Linked DNA regions of Cydia pomonella: region 1 is linked to region 2. A link is a contact called in public Hi-C data. All regions are on one chromosome and are shown on one strand. Each heading gives the region's core, a stretch centred on a gene start, on an enhancer-like site or on the middle of the called end of the contact. The rest is flanking DNA. Distances are from core to core; before and after follow the strand shown.

Region 1 (7,742 bases), core at 3,865-6,364, 140 kb before region 2:
ACAGATGTATATTTTTTCATATTTTTGCCACCCACAACCACCCACTTCCACCCACCGCGACCAAACTCTCTTATTCCCACCGGGAGATCGAGGGGTATTTACCACCCCAAAAGGAAGTTGATTGGAATTGGTGGTGGTAGAGAAAACCCTGTCTTTACGTACGCACATTAGCATTTTATATATATATTAAGATTAAGATATATTTTGTTTTTGAAAATTAACTATGCCATGTAGTTTCCATGAACGCACTTATATCTATAATATATATATACATAATATATAGATAAATGATTCTGTCCCATGTGATCCAATCCAGGTGTTAAAAGATGAGCGTGAAAAACACTAGCAACGACTTTTATTAAACTATATATTTTTAATGACTTAAAGAATGAATATAATTTAATGTGTTATAGACGTGTCATTCACCAAGATACCTACCTTGACTCGTATTACGATGTTATTAAAGGTTAGATTTGACAAATCTGCGCGTCATCGTGGATGACACGAACTATAATTTTAACGTGTTTTTTCAGTCTTCCGACGGTAGATGTCGCCTGAGCGACCTGGAGGAGGGCCGCATAGGCAAGCTGCGAGTGCACGCGTCCGGCCGCGTCACGCTCGCTCTCGGGGACACGATCTTTGAGGTCAGTTACAACTTATTGTATACCTATAGTTTCATTCCTATTTGTTCCCACAGTCACAGATGAGAATTAAACTATTCCCATCTGTGTGTGTCATGTATCTGTTCTGTTCCTATGTGCATGTGGGTTCATGAATCAATGCCGGGTCCACACAGAACGAGCCGCCTCGCGAGGAAATTGCCGCGCGAAGCAGTTTTGTCGGCGGAGACGTGCCTCGCCCGAGGCATAGCGGCCGAAGCACATCCACTCGGACCAAACTGCTTAGAGTTGCAATTTCCTCAGGAGGCGGCTCGTACTGTGTGGACCTGCCTGTTCCCATCTGTCTTCGCCTTTCTCTCTCTTAAGCATCTACTTACAAATTTCCTATACACTAGCCTCTGCTTTCAGCATTTGGCTAATTTAATATAAATTGCAGGTCAGCACCGGCACGAAGGCAGCCTTCTACCAAGAAGCGGTCTCCGTGGCCGCAGAAGAGTCCTCGCGCTCCGCTAACATGATCTCTTTGGGACCGCTACTACACAAACTCAACCTCACGCCTGATTGGGAATCCATGTTCCAGGACATGCCCGTTTAAACCCGTGTCCAATGTTATTACACTTATAGCATTACAAAAAGGTGCCCAAAAATATCTTCTGAGCCGAAGCCATTAAGAAAAGGGTAGTCTAGCAGCTCTGCTAACAAGGTCTCTCTGGGGGTACAAGCTCAACCTCACGCCTGGTTCCAGGATATGCCGGTCTAAACTAGTGTCCAAAACGTATACAGTTATAGCATTACACATAAAGTGCCCAAAAAAATCTTCAGAGCTGAAGCCAATGTTTTAACAGTAGCCTTCAACTAAGAAGCACTGTCTGTGGCCTCAGAAGAGTCGCGCTCCGCTAACATGGTGTCCTTCGGGCCCCTGCAGCACAAACTCAAACTCATTCCTAATTAGGAAGCCATGTTTCAGTGGATAGTCCATCTCGTGCTCGAGGTACTGTCACGGCTTATTCGTGTTATGCTTAATACTGATTGGGTTAAAACGATGAACATCAGTTTTTGCCTTGTGTTGCTTGATTTACATTGACTATTATAAAAATGGAGCAAGACAAATTTTTGTCACTCGCGAGTCCATTTTGTCAGAATAAATAAATTGTGTACATAATGTTAAACAATAAGTTTATAGATGTAAATATAATTAAGTGTTGTTTTAAGTGATATGTACTTTTGTAAGAATAATAAAACAAATGTTATTATTTACATATTTTATTTATTACTCCTTTACCCAGACAACTATTTTATGACAATTAGTTTCAAATATAATATAGAAAAGGGATCTTATAGTCCGCTTAGCATTAGAAAGAAGGTAAGCGGTCTTGATGTGTCTCTTTAGTAAAAATCACTTGCAAATAAGTCACAGTAAATATGCATGCAACAAATAAATCATATGGGATGGGTCTCTATTGTTTTCCATAAAGTTTTAAGTTATAATGTATTGTTTGTACGCATTTTCGTTAGCCAAAATTTGGTTTTTCTCAGAAACGAGTAACTTTTCAGGATTAGCCGGGTCCACACAGAGCGAGCATACGCGCGAGGCAATTTCCTCACGCACAGAACGGCCAGAGTAGACGTGCCTCGGCCGAGGCGGCGCGCTCGGGCGAGGAAAACGAACCTAACCTGTCTATAGGATAACCTAAGAAAATTCCTGAAATGTTAACGGTTTCTGAGTTATGACTAATAGTAATATGGCTATCATTACATTATGACTTTCAATAATTATGCCAAACAAAGGGATCTGAAATCATATATAATCTTTTGCTTTCATAAGTAATAAAAGCGTATTTTTTAAAAGCGTTTTCAATAAAAATAAACGTCAAACTCACAAGCGGTATTGAACCTTTAAGTCTAAGGAGAGACTTTGCCTCCTTGTGTGTGTTCTACCGCTTGTACAATGGGCTGTTCTATGAGGAATTGTTTGACATGATGCCAACGGCCACTTTCTATCACCGCACCGCTCGCCGTCGGCAGGGAGTTCACCCTCACACCTTGGTCGCGTACTGTGCGGTTCAAGAGGAATTTCCTCCCGCGGACGCTCCGGCTGTGGAATGAGCTCCCTTCCGAGGTTTTTCCGAGGGTCTACAGTATGGGGTTCTTCAAAAAAGGAGTGTACAGGTTTTTAAAGAGTCGGCAACGCGCATATAACACCTCTGGAGTTGCACGCGTCCATAGGCTGCGGTGACTGCTTACCATCAGGCGGGCCGTATGCTTGTTTGCCACCGTCGTGGTATAAAAAAAAGTCAAGATTATTTACTTTCTAATGCTAAAAAAACGAGTGTGGAACGTCTTTTCATTATATGAATGTTGGAGCATTGTTGATGAAAAGTGTCTGCCACCCTAAAGGTGCGTCCAGATCCAAGCATGTTTGGTTTAGATTTCCAACGCCACTCTGGCAAGACTCGCATAATGCGCACAATCTAGAGCAAACATGCGTGCACACCTGTGCATTTGCCAGAATGCACTTTAATAACTTTTTCAGAATTAAAAACCTCATTCTCATTCTCACAGTGTTTTAACTGCTTTCATAACATATTCACATTTTGTTGAATTGTTTTGCTATCTCTATCTAGTGTGTGAGAATGATACCAAAATATACTTATCATCCATTTATTATTTGATGCACATTACAGTAAAATCTCGGTAATCTGGCACTTCGATTAGGGGTGCAAGCGATCACTCTATGACCAAATTTACATTATCACTCTTGAATATGTTTATATATGCCATAAATCCAGACAACAGTACAGTTTTCTTTGAATTAAGGATATTAGTATAGTGAATTGCTTCGACATACTAAAAACACATCAATATAATAAGCAGATTTGCACTAACTTCCAGTAATCATGCTCTCTTGTGTCAGCATTAGTGCCAGATTAGTGAGATGTACTTGCATTAGATAAGATAAAATGCATTTTGAACTTGTCTTCATCAAAATAGTTCTGTTTAACTTTGCAATATAGATAGGTATTTGAACAACTAAAAGACAGAAGATATTTATTATGACGTACTAGCCGCTTTTGCTTTTTCCTTGGGAGGCACTGGTGTTTCTCTGCCGGGTATCTGGTTGCCCTGCAGGTCAATGGCAAAGTTGTAGTCAACAGGGTTGGCCAGGGCTCTCTCGATGGCCTCGTCCAGGGTCTCTGGGGTGATGAATGTGGCACTTAATTCCTGGAAAAGATGATGGATAAGATATTTAATTTTAAACACTTAATTCAAAAATGTATTCTGAAAGCAGGTGTCAAGGGCTCTTTTACAAGTCAAAGAAAATAATTCAGTTTAATATTTAAACACATAAAGTTAATTGACCTATGTATAAAGACTATCTATGACAAGATAATTGTGTATAAAATGACTTGTAAATGTAAATATTTACCAATAAATATATCATATCATAGCATATCATATCTATTATAGTGGGACCTTTTTAATCACAATCCTTTGTACAGAGTTGGATGAACACATTATGATTGGAATTCATACATAAAGTGGCCATGTACTTTTGCAGCTTGCTATTCATTGAAAATCTGTATAAGTAATCATGCCTACAGCACAAAACTTATTTTTGACTAATAACTTAGTATTTAATATTTCCTAAATGATTACCTTCTGTTTTCTAATCTCCTGCGATGCCTTTTCAATGCGTTGTCTCATCAACTCGTCTTTTTGCTGCATCCGGGACAGGATGTACTCTTCCCGCTCCGCCAGCTGCTGCTTGCGGCGCTCCTCGCGCTCTGCGGCCACCTTGGCGTTCCACTCCTCGTTCGCCTTGATGCACCGCTCCCATTCCTCAGCCTCCACTTTGATAGACATCTCTGAACTTGCACTCTCCAATGTAGACTTCTCTTTAATCATTTCTTCATGATAAAAACGCCGTATAGCCCGCATTTGTGTGTGATAATTGTTGTTGATTCGTAACAACTCTATACGTTCCTCCTCTGATATCTCTGGGCGCTTTGGGATTCGGTAAATTTTGCTTTTTGCGACAGGAAGCCAGCGGGGTTTTCTGTGAGCACCTGCGCATTGTATCACTATAGGAAGAATGCGTTTTAAAAGAGAATTGTAGGGAAGCATTTTGAATCTGTTGGTTCCCAAAGGTATACTTTATGTTTCTTTTCTATTTCACTAAAACAATCTCATAACATAACCTAACTTTCTCTACAGATTCTACATTTGACACTTTTGACAGTTCATGGGGGATACACAGATAAGCTAACCCTGTTATTTCGACAGAACCCTCTTAAAACATTATATAATTTACGGAACCTCCGAAATAATCAATCAAACTCGTTGACTTGTTTAAGACCAATAAAGTTATGAGAACTTTACTTTATTCAATAACTATTTCTCTGTGACACTATTTAGTGTTTCAAAAGCATTTAATCTTTCTATATGTATTGTATTCGAACGCAATAAACTCTACAAAGTTCGTTTTGTCAGTCGGCTGTCACTGTCACATCACTCTGAATCAGAAAAAATACGTGGAAAGCGTTTCTTTTTTGTCCGTTAAAATATAAATATTGACTTTTTTCATTAGTTTTAAGATAAAAATGTTTTCCACGAGTTCCCAAAGGAAATTTTGGACGTTCAACGACGAGAACGAGCTAGCACAATTGCGGGAGAAGCACAATTTGGAGTTCATTGCAAAGCACGGAGCGCATGTAGACGAATACCAGCGGTACAACGTGTTCCTGTCTCCAGATGAAGAAAGACTGCTTCTTAGGCAGTACGAGTTGCACCTTAAAGAGTTCTGCAAAAGATTCAGCCCGCCAATGCCCAAAGGCGTTGTCGGCACTGCGTTCCACTACTTCAAACGTTTCTATCTGTATAATTCCGCGATGGACTACCACCCTAAGGAAATCCTGGCCACTTGTGTGTATTTATCGTGCAAAGTTGAAGAATTCAATGTATCTATTGGACAATTCGTGGCTAATATTAAAGGAGACAGGGATAAAGCATCAGACATAATCTTAAACAACGAACTGTTATTGATGCAGCAGTTAAACTATCATTTAACCATACACAATCCGTTCAGACCAGTGGAAGGCTTTTTGATTGACATTAAAACAAGGTGCAGCCTTGCTAATCCCGAGCGCCTTCGGAGTGGTATTGATGAGTTCTTAGAAAAAGTGTTTTTGACTGACGCTTGTCTATTATATGCACCATCTCAGATAGCATTAGCAGCTGTACTCCATGCAGCTTCTAAGGAGCAAGAAAACTTGGACAGTTATGTTACAGACATGCTTTTCAGAGATGCTGGTCCAGATAAGTTGGCTATCTTGATTGAGGCAGTGCGTAAAATTAGATCTATGGTTAAAATGGTGGAGAGTCCAGCACGGGAGCGCGTACGAGTCATTGACAAGAAGCTGGACAGGTGTCGGAATGAAGAGAACAATCCAGACAGTGAAATATACAAGAGACGGATGCGGGAGGCACTGGATGAAGATGACTTGGTGTACACGGGACACACGAGGATGTCGCTAGATACAAGTGGGGTGACACAAGTGCTTTCACCCTCCGCTTCTTAAGATTATAGACTTATTTTATTTAGGTATGCTGTTGTATAATGCAGAACTGAAATCTTTAAGTCTTAAGAAAAATCTAAGTTATAAATGACGGCAGGTTTATTTGTCATGCATGTCGGCTTTGTAATATTCAACAGCATAGAAATATATTCATTCATGATGGTCAGTCTAATTCCTAAGCGTAATTATTTGTATTGTCCTCATATAAACATAGGTTGAAGTGAGGTGAAGCTACATGAATGACTATATTTATTAGAGTTAGATATAAATAGAATTGACTTATTCTTTTATATTTTATTTTAGGTATGTAACATGACAAGAAAATGGTTTTATCAATAAAACACTTAAAACCAAGTATTGTTTTTTGGAATTGCCAACTTTAAAAAAGAATATACCAATACATGTATATCAAAGAATTGTTTATTTCTATACATTTTATTTCTGGTAACTGAATTGTAAAACATGAACTTTGGTAACTTGGAAAACAAAGGAAGCGCAACTATATATGTCAAAATGGCGCTTATAAATATTGAGTTATTACTATAGAGAAGCCATACCAAACAATGAAATTTTCGCAATCGCAACCAAAACGTATCACGCGACCAAAACGTCGTAAGGTAAGCGTCATAAAACTTCATGGCGCTTCGCGTTTAGGTCGCGAGATTCGCGTTCCGCTTCTATGGTTTGTTGTCAAAACAACGCCCTATACTGCCGGTTCTATACGTACTTAGCGTTTTCAATGCTTGTAATAGTCTACTCGACAAACTGGAAACGGTGAAAAATAGAGATACTACTACTAAAAATACGTGTGATTAGATCCGTAATGATGTCTAGAAAAATGTTTTCGAAGCGTTTATTAGCATACAAAAAGTATCATAAGTTATTAACAAAAAAGGGGGAAAAGGTAGGTATTTCTTATTTCCCCCATATCTCAAAAGGTTTAATACCTTTTTAGATATTAATTTAAGAAATCAAAATTAATATTATAAAAGAGGAGGATATTTCCAATAGAAAAAGTCTAGACTTGCCTCCATTATTTCTACTTTTTATTTAATACTGAAAATAAAATATATACGTATCCCCGCGTGATTTTGGGTATGGGCGCGCGGATTCAAAAGCAAGTACGTTACATTTAATATTTTTTTAAGCTATTAATTGTCTATGTTATTTTTTTAATAAATTATGGCATATTCTGAACACTTAGTAAAAATACACTTAAAGATTATTTTTCAACAAGTTAGGAAATTGTTTATGAACAAAGATTATTTATTAACAAGTTAGGAAATTGTTTATTAACAATTTTTTCTCGAACTTCCTTCTTCATTGTCAACAAAATAAAATTTATAAATAATTACCTTAAAATCTTAAAAAAAATAATTGGGTGGTAATAATATAACTATTAGTTATATTATTACCACCCAATTAATTGTTTCAAAACTTATAACCTGATCTTGTTTAGCATATAAGAAGGGCTCTACGAAGCAAATCATATTTTACAATTTTACCTTGATTTTTAATTTTTTGTTAGTTTTCACCATTATTCTAA
Region 2 (7,103 bases), core at 3,459-5,958:
GAAGCTGCAAGATACGAGCTTTTTAAAGTACCTGTCAACGCTTGTTGGCAGTTGCTATAAAAAGCTCGTATCTCGTAATGTCATGTTATGCTATGTCTCGTAATGGTTGCAGTACATTGCTGCTCAGTAAAATTTTAAAAATTTATTATGGGGTCATAATTAATTTTTACTTAAAAATTTTTTTTTTAAAAACTTCGTAATAACTACACGGATAAATACTATATCTGATTTAATGTATCGCCTGAATTGGATTTACACACAATATATGTATATAGTCGCCTAGTAGCCACAACAAGTCTTATTGAGCTTACTGTGGGTCGATTTGTGTAGAATATTTATTATGAATTATCCATTCCAGGGTGACTCAGGCGGGCCGCTAATGCTGCAAGTGAACGGGCGCTGGACGCAGATAGGCGTCGTGTCGTTCGGCAACAAGTGCGGCGAGCCGGGCTACCCTGGCGTCTACACCCGGCTCACGCATTACGCTGGCTGGTTGAACCAGAATCTAGTTTAGTAACCTTTTTCATGACTTCATACTGGATTCCCTATGCTCGAGGAGCCAGGGTATCCTGGTGTCTACACCCGTGTATCCCTTTAGGATCAACTTATCATGACTTTATCTTCATTTTTTGTGATATCACGTCGGTAGCAAACAAGCATACGGCCCGCCTGATGGTAAGTGGTCACTATAGCCTATGGACGTCTGCAACTCCGGGGGTTTACATATAAAAAACCTGTACACTTCTTTTTTGAAAAACTCCATACTGTGGTCCTTTGAGAAAACTTCGTCCGCGGGAGGAGTTTCCTGTTTGATACATTGATATCCGGCAATTCAGTAGAAAATATGATGAGAAAAAAATCCTCTTTTTCTAGGAAGTTAAGAAAGACGCTAACTTTATATAACCCAGTTACCATCTTACAGAAAATATTTAGTCACTAAGATAAATTTGCCATAAACAACGAATATATGTGGCATTCATATTTATTCAAACTTCTGGCTTTCTATTTATTGTGCTTTTATATCGGTACTGGATGTTTTGTGATAAAACTAAATTGACTGTTAATTATAGAACTTTGTTATAAGTAAATAATTAGTAATATTAGAGTATTATAAATAATAAGGCTAATAAATACTGTACATAAAATAAATGATCGTTTTTCTTTTATTACACTTTTACCATGCCTTATGTTGTATAGTTAAGGAAGCCATTTCCGCCAGTAGAAAAGGAAGCAAATTAAAAAAATCTAGGCGGGAAGGTTTGTCCTTCCATAGAAAATTGAAATTTCAAGCGCTGGTGGCCTAGCGGTAAGAGCGTGCGACTTGCAATCCGGAGGTCGCGGGTTCAAACCCCGGCTCGTACCAATGAGTTTTTCGGAACTTATGTACGAAATATCATTTGATATTTACCAGTCGCTTTTCGGTGAAGGAAAACATCGTGAGAAAACCGGTCTAATCCCAACAAGGCCTAGTTTATCCTCTGGGTTGGAAGGTCTGATGGCAGTCGCTTTCGTAAAAACTAGTGCCTACGCCAAATCTTGGGATTAGTTGTCAAGCGGACCCCAGGCTCCCATGAGCCGTGGCAAATGCCGGGACAACGCGAGGAAGAAGAAGATAGAAAATTGAAATTTCGCGCCTTTTTCTTCTGACTAAGTGGGTGGGTGCCAGAGTATCATTAAAGGCTAGTTAAATGCTGATTGCTTGCAACTTATTCATATGTTAAAATAGTATAAAAATTGTCCCAAAACTAAGCTACTAGCTACTTACTTTCTACTAGAAAATCCTACCCTACACCTTAGTTAAACGTTAGACCTATAATTATAAACAGAAGCAGGCTGACGCAACTAGGAACAAAATAAGATTTGTATGGAACTTGTTTCGCAAATCTTTGCCAACGAAGAAAAATAAAACGTCAGTGCTATTTATTATGTCAAGTTTACATTAAGTCAACTGTCAGCCTAATTGTTTTGTTTGTTATGAAGGCTTCAATGTTTTGTTCGGGTATTTCGTGCAATTTCTTTATTATTTAGTGAAAATATCGAAAATAGTGAACCGTGATCAGAGTAAAGAACGAGTTTGTTACAATGCCACCTAGAAAACGGTTTACTAAGTGTGAAATATGTGGCAAGCGAGCCATTCGAGAAAATCACGAAAAAAAGGGATTTTATGGCGGAATTTCCCTTGAATAAAGACCGGTACGTATTGCTTTAGATACTTTTGACCTTATTTTGGTGCAGCAGGCTTTAAACACATCGAAAATTTGATATTTTATATTATTTTTAGTTGTGAACTAGGGATGTACTAAAACTATCGATAACTGTATGTTTATTTGTATATCAGTGTAAGTAATTAAATAAAATATGTGAAATTTCCTGAGATTGCATGCAAGTTATGCAATATGACAAAATTATTTCGTCGAAGATTTTCAGTGGAAAATTATCTATCATCTATGCATTAATGGTCATTATTTAACATATTTTTTTAAATCTAGTAATTATTTAATATATTAATCCGAAATGTAAGTAAATTAATCTCTCTTTTTGTGATCAATAAAAAATATTATACGACATTATTACACAAATTGACTTAATCCCAGCTAGGAAGCTAAATAAGACATGTGTTGTGGGTACTTAGACAATGATATATATATATATATATATGTATATATATGTGTTTTCTATGTATTAATATATATATATATATATATATATATATATATATATATATATATATATATATTAATACATAGAAAACACACATGACTCAACAAATATGCATGGTCATCACATAAATCAATGCCCGTACCAGGATTTGAACCTGGGACCATCGGCTTCATAGGCAGGGTTACTGCCCAGTAGGACCATGACCGGTTCTCATGATTAACAGACATATAAATATATAAAAAGTTAGAGCATTGATAAAGGGTTGTTGATAATTGGATGCCAAAAAACATGATTTATAGATGCATATTAGCGCTAAATAATCAGTTGATCATCTCATTAGCAAACACTTGGAATATAAACTGTACATAACCAAGGCTGTATGTTTTCAGATGCAGGCAGTGGGTCAAATTTGTTGGGAACGAGGACGTGGTACATCTTCCCATAGAAAAGTTACATTTATTGAAACATGTATCTGCAGATCATTTTGAAAATAGTGCTTTTAATAAAAAAAAATTAAGAAAAAAAAATAGTGAAGGATTTTATAATTACATTCTGAGTGTAACGAGGTATTCTAAAATAGAATCCTAGCGTAGTGAGGGATTCAAGTGTTAACGCCTATGGGTGGTATTCCACTTATGCAATTTTTTTGTCCAATGTGTATTGCGTCTCACATTTTGATTAATGACAGAGTGAGACGCAATGACATTGGACCAAGAAATTGGATAGGTGGAATACCACCCTAAGGTGGAAATATTTTTGCTAACACGTGATAATTTTACATACTGCTTTTCACATCACCTATGAGGAAATTATTATGGTACAAATAAATAAATAAATTTAATTAATGGTAATTAAATTAAATAATTTAACCTAAGAAGTATCCAAAAAGAGGAAAAAAGTGATCCCTCCTAGTAGGGAAAAAAGTGCTACTTTGATCCTTCCTAGTGGTGAAGAACAACAAGGTGTTCTAAAAAAATCGAGTCCACATTAAGCTCGACCAAGTATTAGTCCACTCATAGAACTATCCACTATATAACATACAACTTAAATGTGGACTTGATTTCGAGTACAAAATTTGTAGACAAGAGTCTATATTTCAAGCCTCCCCATTTTATCGATATTGATAAGAAACGCAAGCGTGTAGCGTACTACACTATTTAAATTGCTTATGTTGGTACTATGGTTCTTTGACAGTGCTTTGACAGTTCTTTGTCGTACATTTTGGTAATGATTTGCGAAACAAAGGGATTCCACTCGCTAGTATGGAAGTCCCGTCTCTTAAAACGTAGTGATTATATGCTCTTTGAACAGAAGCTTCATGTTGTAAGTTTGGAAGATGAGGCTGAAGTAATTACGCAGCCCGTCCGGCTGCTGCTTGCTTGCCTAACAACTTCAAACAACTTTGTCAGTAGAAAAAGGTACGAAATTCAAATTTTCTATGGGACACTAACAAAGAATATAATACTCACTAGGAGGACACTAACCTACCTAATATATTTACTATACTCTTTGCAATAACCCCGCGCGCCTAATTTTTTTTTTAATTTGCCGCTTTCTTTGCTTTCTTCTACTGACGGAAATGGCATGACAGACTATGAAATGAAATGAAAACATTTATTTCGGACAAAAACATCCATATTATGTTAGTAATGACTTACGGCTATAGTTTGTATATATGTGTAGTGTGCAAATATTGTGCAAATATGATATTTGCACACTTCGTATGTCGCTGGAGTAAAGGCCCAGGCTACGCAAGCAGAATGCGTAAGTAGCTACCATCATTTTTTCTTGTGCGCCAATAGCTAAAAAAAAATAACGATTGATGCAACTTACGTGAGTATCACAAAGCCACAACATGCACACGCTAAATGCTCCGTGTGCAATAAAATGCACAAATACCACCCACTAAATTGATATTTAGACGTTTATTTTGTTTAATAAAAAAGAAGAAGCGTTATACAAGCTGGAGGACACGGCCAAATTATAAGGGTTCCGTATTTATTTTTTCTTGTGGCAATACTCGCTACCTGCCATCTGTCACACGTCAACTGTCACTTACGTGACTTACGTCACGTCAGTTCGGAGATCTCTGTGCCTGACTAATCCACTATTTTCAATGAAAATAAACAAGTAATTATAAAACGCGACCACCAATGTTCTCTAAAACACCCTCCGTTACTATCCATTGATACACCGATCATCTCAACTGATTACTACAGGGGATAGTTTGTGAATTACAGTTAAAAATGAAGTACTCAACATCACCAACCCCAAGCACTAGTTCTACGTTTAATTTCCCTCGTAGTACTTCTCCTTTGCCCGCTCCAGCCAACTACCAGCCCACGACGGCCAGCGCAGCGGTCAAGCGGTACAAATACTTGCGGAGACTGTTCAAATTCAATCAGATGGACTTCGAATTCGCGGCGTGGCAAATGGTTTACTTATTCGTGTCGCCCCAGAAAGTTTTCCGGAATTTTAATTATAGAAAACGTGAGTACTTGTCTCATCTTGTTGCTCTTTATCAGACAAGGAAGTGTGATCTTTGTTTAGTAGAACATTAACTTGCCAGGGATTGTATAAGAGATGTTGTTATTCATTTGCTTTGTTTTTTACAAGTTGGTGTTCCTACATGGCCACTTTACACAAATACTTCCATGTTTCTGTTAATATATGCTAGTTTAAGTTTTATCTGTGGAAAGATCACGATTTGACCTTGTGGATTACTGTAATTGGCTTTATACACTTAAAATTTAAAATTGCACATGTAATTATTATAAGCTGTTGTAATCCTGAATAAAAAAAAAAAGATAAGTAGTCAGTGATAAATCTTGTACCAAAAATGAAAGTTTTGCAAAAACTTTTTTAAATCTTGACTTGGTTATTAGGTCAGAAAAAATAGCCCAGTTGAATTAAGTTCTTATTATGACTGTGTGAACTAAATTTTTTTTAAACATTATTAATTACTTATTTTTATTATTATATAATAATTTGACGACCGGTCTGGCCTAGTGGGTAGTGACCCTGCCTACGAAGCCGATGGTCCCGGGTTCAAATCCTGGTAAGGGCATTTATTCGTGTGATGAGCATGGATATTTGTTCCTGAGTCATGGGTGTTTTCTATGTATTTTAAGTATTTATAAATATTTATATATTATATATATTGTTGTCTAAGTACCCTCAACACAAGCCTTATTGAGCTTACTGTGGGACTTAGTCAATTTGTGTAATAATGTCCTATAATATTTATTTATTTATTAATTAATAATGTTTTCAGATACCAGATCACAGTTTGCCAGAGATGACCCAGCATTCCTTGTGTTACTTAGTGTTTGGTTATTTTGTAAGTATTTTTATATGGATTCTTTTTCCTCTTATATCTAAACATTATTTTGTATGATTAGGCCCGTCCACACAGAGCGAGCATACGCGCGAGGCAATTTCCTCACGCACAAACCGGCCAGTGTAGACGTGCCTCGGCCGAGGCGGTGCGCTCAGGCAAGGAAAACGCGATCTGTGTGGACCCGCCTAATACCTAAGTTTAATAAAAAAAAAACAAACTTCCATAATCATAAAAGACTAGCATCTTATAGCTTGGTGGCCTATTTTTTTTAGGGGTGCCAATGAGTTTTTCAGGACTTATGTACGAAATATAATTTGATATTCACCAGTTGCTGTGGGTGAAGGAAAACATTGTAAGACTAATCCCAATAAGGCCTATTTTACCCTCTGTGTTGGAAGGTTAGATGGCAGTTGCTTTTGTAAAAACTAGTCCCTACACCTATTCTAGGGATTAGTTGCCAAGCGGACCCCTGGCTCCAATGAGCCATGGCAAGGAAGAAGATCTTCTGCTAACTTTCTAGATTGATAAAAACTATCCTATGTCCTTTCCCGGGCCTCAAATTATCTCCATACCAAATTTCACCTAGATTGGTTCAGGATGGGGAAAGGAATGATGGTGGACAAGAAATGAGATGGGAAGACGAGTTCAGGCAGGTAGCTGGAGCCTTGTGGAGAAGACAGGCTCTAGACAGAGACACATGGAGGAATATGGGAGAGGCATATGCCAAGGGCAACCAGACAAAACGTCTGCGGAGAAAGGCTAGCAGTAAGTAGTAAGTAAGATTGGTTCAGCGGCTTACACATGAAGAACTAACAGACAGACAGTTACTTTCATACAAAAGCAAACTTATCCCTGAGCCTATTGAATTGTTTCAGTATCCTCTATATGTTTCGGGCTCGGCATGGGCCTGGACTGGGGGCAACTGGTGTTATTCATCATATTTGTAGTCTTTGTGGACTTCATCGGAGCTGGCTTGTTGGTGTCCACTTTCTTTTGGTAACTATCATTTTGCTACAGTACAAAGTTTACTTCTGTCTTTATTTCGAGTCCCTAATATTATTTCAGAAGATAATCCTTTATTATTTACAAACTTAGACCTACG

Evidence for each region. Hi-C and Micro-C count contacts between places; a contact is called where the count stands out from the background.
Region 1: a contact with region 2 is called in a Hi-C map of whole body, with 2.8 times the contacts expected there. The contact joins the promoter of LOC133531465 here to the promoter of LOC133531487 in region 2. A contact is called at or near these places in 2 of 2 Hi-C or Micro-C datasets (both in whole body).

What each region holds. Positions count from the first base shown.
Region 1 is chr2:2,370,468-2,378,209 of ilCydPomo1, reverse strand. LOC133531465 (cyclin-H) reads left to right here and starts at 5,114. Exons shown (of 1, transcript XM_061869708.1): 1 at 5,114-6,550. The coding sequence starts at 5,222. The coding sequence ends at 6,199. LOC133531492 (small ribosomal subunit protein mS26) reads right to left here and starts at 4,858. Exons shown (of 2, transcript XM_061869750.1): 1 at 4,278-4,858; 2 at 1,967-3,842. The coding sequence starts at 4,745. The coding sequence ends at 3,672. It overlaps LOC133531443 (DNA-directed RNA polymerase III subunit RPC4), which reads left to right. Exons shown (of 8, transcript XM_061869675.1): 7 at 534-644; 8 at 1,057-1,873. The coding sequence ends at 1,215.
Region 2 is chr2:2,229,590-2,236,692 of ilCydPomo1, reverse strand. LOC133531487 (protein unc-50 homolog) reads left to right here and starts at 4,708. Exons shown (of 6, transcript XM_061869737.1): 1 at 4,708-5,151; 2 at 5,936-6,001; 3 at 6,877-6,997. The coding sequence starts at 4,908. LOC133531298 (proclotting enzyme-like) reads left to right here. Exons shown (of 7, transcript XM_061869441.1): 7 at 359-701. The coding sequence ends at 514.